Linked DNA regions of Neogale vison: region 1 is linked to region 2. The links are chromatin contacts, called in public Hi-C maps. All regions are on one chromosome and are shown on one strand. Each heading gives the region's core, a stretch centred on a gene start, on an enhancer-like site or on the middle of the called end of the contact. The rest is flanking DNA. Distances are from core to core; before and after follow the strand shown. Region 1 holds the start of QKI (protein quaking). Region 2 has its middle 650 kb from the start of QKI.

Region 1 (2,700 bases), core at 106-2,605, 650 kb after region 2:
GCTTCAAGTCCTCCGGTATCGCTTCTAAGAGAAAACCCCTGGCTACTCGATTTTCAAGACAGACTTTTTTGTTGGTCATTTTTCCCTCTCCAGGCGCTCGCAGAAATGCACAGCTCCGAGAATTCAGCAATCCAGAGCCACGCCACCAGAACTTGTTAAAGAAATTCCAGAGTTGGCCAAAATTAATCTTCTTGTCCTGCTTCGCAACGCTCAGCTCTCCACCAACGAAGCGTTGCAGAAACTTTTACTCGCGTCCACTCTCGCCCTCGCACACGTCCTCGGCTCCTGCGCGGCGAAGGCGGGCGGCGGCGTCCTCGGGCGGCAGCTCTCCGCCGGAGTTCTCTCCAGTCGGGACTGCGTCTACACTCGTCCTCGCGGTATTTCGTGCTCACACACCCCCCCCCGCCCGAAGTGAAGTTAAACTCCCGAACAGTTCTCGCTTCCCCAAACAAAAGGACAAAAAGTGCTTTCCGCTGTCATTTTGTCCTGGCCTCCGGCTAAATCAGCGCTACTTTCGCTCTCCTATGGAATTCCTTTAAATCACCCAGCCCCGCGCTACTCCCCTCGAGTGTCTGCGAGCTGCACAAACTCCAAAAAAGCAAAAGGCCCGCTGGATCCTCCACTTTGGGAACCGGCGGCGTCCTCCGGGAGAGACCCCTCCGGGAGCGCCCCGGGGCCGATGTCCTTCAGGCGCCCGCGGGGCGCGGGGCGGGCGAGGCCGGGCTCCTGTCGGGCAGGCCCGCGAAGCTCCCGGCCGTCGCGGTGCTCGCAGGCGCGGCTGGAAGCCGGGGCCGCGAGAGGGCTCGCCCTGCAGCCTTCCCCGGCGCACCAACTTGGGCGCCGGCCGCGCGAGGCCCGGGATCTCGGGTCCGGGGTCTCGGGTCCGGGGGCGGGGGGGGGGGAAGGGGGGCGAGCGTCCCGCCGGCGCGTCCCGCCCGCGCCCGCGGCCCCGACCCGCCCGCCGCCGCGCCCCGCGAGCCCGGCCTCGGCGCCGCCTCCATGCGCCCCGCCCGGGCCTCTCCGTCCCCGAGCGCACGGGCCCCGCCGGCCGCGACCTTCCCGCCCTCCCAACACGCTGGCGGGCGTCGGGTCCCGGGAAGAGGGGCCGCCGCCCGGGCGCGGGCCGCGAGGGGCCGCCGAGGAGACTCACCTTCGTCCAGCAGCCGCTCGAGGTGGTTGAAGATCCCGCAGAAGTTGGGCAGGCTGCTCATGAGCTTCTTGTCGTTCATCAGCTGCATCAGGTAATCTGGGGTGGGCTTCGGCTTCTCCTTCGTTTCCATTTCCCCGACCATATTCCAGGCTCCGCAGCTCACTCCGCCCGCCGCCGCCGCCGCCGCCGCCGCCGCCGCCGGAGAGGAGGGAGGGGCGGGGAGCCCCGGCCGCCGGCCGCTCGGGACTCGGCGTCCCGCTCCGCTCCGCTCCCGCGCCGGGCGCCGGGGCGGCCGGTCCGCGCGCTCGCCGCGCTCTCCCCGCCCCCGCAGGCACTTTCCGCCCGCGGCCCGACGCGCTCCCGGCCCGCCGCCGCTCCTCGGCCGCCGGCTCGGCGCGTCCCTCACGAGGCCGGCGGGCGGGAGGCGGGTCTCCGCGGGCCGAGTGCGGGCGCGGGCCGCTCGGCGCCGGACGAGGAGGAGCCGGGCCGCCGCCGCTCGCTCGGCTGGTCGCGCCCGCTCAGCCGCCGCCGCCGCTTCTGCCGCGGGCTCGGGGTCTCTCTGGGCTGGTCCCCGCCGCGGCCGCCTCTGCCGCTGCCGCCGCGCTCTGACTCCGCTCCTCCTCTTCCTCCTCCTCCTCGCCTCCTCCTCCTCCTCCTCACTCACTTGGCGGCGGAGTTCGCCTCAGTTCAGGCGGCGCTGCCAGCGGCGGCGGCGGCGCGGGGGGAGGGGCGGCGGCGCGGGGAGGGCCGGGGGCGGGCGGCGGGCGGGGCCGCGCAGGGCGGCCGTTAGCGGGGCCCGGCCGGCGCGCTCCTCCTCCCGCCACCGCCCCCCGCAGCCCCCGGCCCGGGCGCCGCCGCGGCCGCCGCCGCCGCCACGACGTCTCCCTCCGGCGGGGTGCGTGATGGAGGCGGCGCCCGGCGAGCCCGGCCTGGGCGCCGGGCTGGGGTCTCCGCCGGGGCGGGCGACAGAGGCGGGAGGGACGGGTGCGGGGTCGACGGGTGGGGGAGGGCGCCGGGTGGCGGTGCTTGCGACTGGGGCGGGGGCGAGGGCCGCGCCGCTTCGCGCTCCCCGCCGCCGGGCCGGCTCGTCTGGCGGGCGCGGTCGGGCTGTGGCGTTGGGTGAGAGGGATTGCATGCGGGCCGCGCCAGGGCTGCGCTCGCCACCGCACGGCCCCATCCTCTCCTGCGTTACTACAGTTTTTTTTAAAGAATCCTCTCGTCCGTTCTCACCCCCCACCCCAAAGAAAAGAATTTTTTTTTAACGTCCTGTTGCTTCACGGGGGACTTTCGGGGTGGGCATCACGTGGCCCGACACGTAGCCGTAAGGCCCGAGAGCGCGTGCGCGCGTCGAGTCCGGCGGCCACGCCCCTTCCGAGGGTCGCTCCGCCCCTGCCGGGGCCCCGCGAGCGAAGGGGGAGGGGCAGGGCCTGCCGCGCGCCTGCGTGGGGCGGGCCGGGGCCTGGGCGGGGGCTGGCGCGGGGGCGCGCCGTGGGGGGAGGGTTGGAACGGCAGGGCCGTCGGACCCCCAAATGGCGGGGTGGGGGCTAGAA
Region 2 (2,737 bases), core at 140-2,639:
CCCAACCACAGTCTGCAAAGTGAGACCGGGTAGGTCTGTGGCAGGAGTAGGAGGCGCTTTGTCCAAAGCCCCTGCGCTCCCTGAAACCCCTGGTGCCCGTGCTGTCGGGACGGGGCACAGGGCACAGAAGGCTCCGTCCCGGGCCACGGGCGCGCCAAGAGACACCAGGGGAGAGGGTGGGGGTCGGGGAGCGGACTCTGCAGCACGTGCTTTGCTGAGGGAGGAGGGCGGCTCCGGCCGGGTCCCGCCGGCCACCAGGGGGAGCCGGGGCCACGTGTGTCCGCAGTCCCGGGGTCCCCAGACCCGGCAGAAGGAGTCGGGGACGGCCCGTCCACGCGCAGCACAGCCCGCCTGGGCCGTCGGGCGCGCAGCAGCGCAGTGGGGGGGAAGTGCCCCCGCGGACCCCGGACTCCTGGACGGCGCGGCCTCGCGTGGGGTCCCCAGCTCGCGGCCACAGAGGCCGGCCCGGCGCCGTGGAGGGGCCTGGCTGCCGGGCCTCGCGGGTCCCGCTCACAGCACGTGGAGGCGTTTCCGAGGGACAGAACGAAGTCGATCGTTCAGACACGACCGGGCCGCTCGGGGCTGGTCGCTGTGAACCGGGGCCCGACCGGGACGCGGGGGCGGGACGCCCGGGAGCCGCCGCCTCTCCCGTGGGGCAGAGGCCGTTCCCGAAGCTTTAACCACACACGACACCCGTCGCCTCGGTCGCAGGAAAGCGGAGGGTGAACTCGGAGCCGCATTGACAGTATTGACCCGTTCTGGCCCCAAATGCGTTACCTCCGCGCTGTGCGATGGAAGCCCCCCCGCCCCCAAGAGAAAGACACCGAGTCTTGGCGTCGCTGCCGGACACCACCCGCTTCCGGAGCAGGCGCGTCCGTCCCGGGCAGACCCGGGGGACCACGGACACCCGCAGCCCCGAGAGTACCCGGTCGGGGCGGGGGAGGTCCGGGGGCCGCAATCCCTCTTCCCGTGGGGGGACACGGGCAGCTGGGAAGGCGGCGGTCCCCGGCCCTGCTCTGACGCGGCCCCGCGTGCGCGTCCTGGCGAGCCCGAGCGCACGACAGAAAAACAAGCCGCGCTCCGTCCCCCGCTCCCTCGGCAGGAATTTGGCTGGAGATGAAGGTTTGATCTTTGAGTAATAACATTCTCGGTGTCCAGCCGAGCGCAGCCAAGGGAAATAAACACGTCGGCTTCTGAACCTGGCTTCGCCGTGGACTGACGCGGCCGCTGACAAAGGCTGAACCTCTTGCTGCCTCGGGGCCCTCCTCTCCAACGATGACCCATAGTTTCAACCCAAACAACTTCAATACATTAATACTGCTCGGCCACAGAGCCCAGCATTCACGATGTGAATGTTTAACCAAGGTGACGCTCTTTCACAATCGGTGCTATTTTGGTCCTAAGCATGCTTCCAGCCTTCACAGTTATATGGAAATTAAATACCCTTTAAAGGGGAAGGAAAAGAATGATGTGTGCACAGAAGAAATCCAGTCTCACGGGCCATGCCTTTGAGGGCCTTGCCAAGACTAAGGCGGCAAATATTCTGAGTCTTTGTTTGAGAAAAGTCCTGCTTAATGTGCCTCGCTTGGGTCCAACAGTGCAGAGCCCGTCTTAGCACCGGGGTCCCTTTGACTGCCTTGGCCTCAAACTCTCACCAGCAGAAATAATGTAGGATTGAACATCCCGGGCACTGCTCAAGAACTGTCTGTCCCCCTGAAAGGACAGCGCAAGAGGCAAGTGAAAATGGAACTATTCGCCAGTTGAATTATACTTTCTAGTTAACTGTTTGAGAAGGTTTAGCTAAAACAGGTCAGGACAGGGGCTCTTAACTAGGGTTGAAACAAGACGGATTCATAATCACTCATCCTGAGGGGAATCATTGTCTGAAAAAAGAAGTTTCTGGAATTCCTATGCAATGCATACATTCCAGAAATAATCCCGATTTACTCAAAATAAATACACTTTTTGAAATACTTTACTGATTTATTTGACAGACAGAGATCACAAATATTCAGAGAGGCAGGCGGGAGGGGTGGGGAGAAGGTTTCCCGCTGAGCAGAGAGCCCGATGCGGGGCTCCATCCTAGGATCCAGAGATCATGACCTGAGCCGAAGGCAGAGAGGCTCAACCCAGTGAGCCACTCAGGTGTCCCCAAAATAAATACACTTTACATTTGGGAGAAAACTTTGTGGATATCTTAGAATCCTCCCAGCTGCTGTAAAAGACAAATCTGTCCCCATATTATCCTGGCACCATACTGGCCTATGCACTGGTCCAGCACATGTGCCCTTGGTCTGTGGGCAGCCTTCATGGTCTTGAGCTCCTTCCCCGCCATGGTTGTGCCTTTCGGCAGGATCTCAGAGTCTTCTGCACCTAGACAGCAGATGCGGGAGGAGAGGGCCAATAGGAGCTCCTGGCTTCCTAACTACGATGCTGTGGGAATGGCAGCCATCGCTCTGCTATACTCCAGTGGTCAGAACTCATCCCAAGACCCCAAGTACATGCAAAAGAGGCTGAGAAATGTAAGGTAGTCTCCAGCTTGGCTGCATTTCTCCGAGATAACTCTTTGTCTTGGACGGGAGGGCTGACTCGTCGCAGATGGGTCTCTACTTCTGCCACAGAGCCATCTTGCGTTGGGGAGCCCCAGGCAGGGACTTTTCAATAACAGACTTGACAATAGCATCAATCAATGTCTTTGGAGTCCTTCCAGCAACCAAGAGCTCCCTAACTTGCAGGA

The links. Hi-C and Micro-C count contacts between places; a contact is called where the count stands out from the background.
Region 1: a contact with region 2 is called in a Hi-C map of muscle, with 17 times the contacts expected there. The contact joins the promoter of QKI here to the enhancer-like site in region 2. A contact is called at or near these places in 2 of 3 Hi-C or Micro-C datasets (fibroblasts and muscle).

The regions. Positions count from the first base shown.
Region 1 is chr1:5,172,958-5,175,657 of ASM_NN_V1, forward strand. QKI (protein quaking) reads right to left here and starts at 1,356. Exons shown (of 8, transcript XM_044242560.1): 1 at 1,151-1,356. The coding sequence starts at 1,292.
Region 2 is chr1:4,524,097-4,526,833 of ASM_NN_V1, forward strand. No RefSeq gene overlaps it. Among named protein-coding and RNA genes, the nearest start is that of QKI, 650 kb to the right of the region's middle. Within about 2 kb of position 1,390, the one cell type or tissue checked has open chromatin away from gene starts, as enhancers often do. A contact at or near this core is called in fibroblasts, where this site is marked.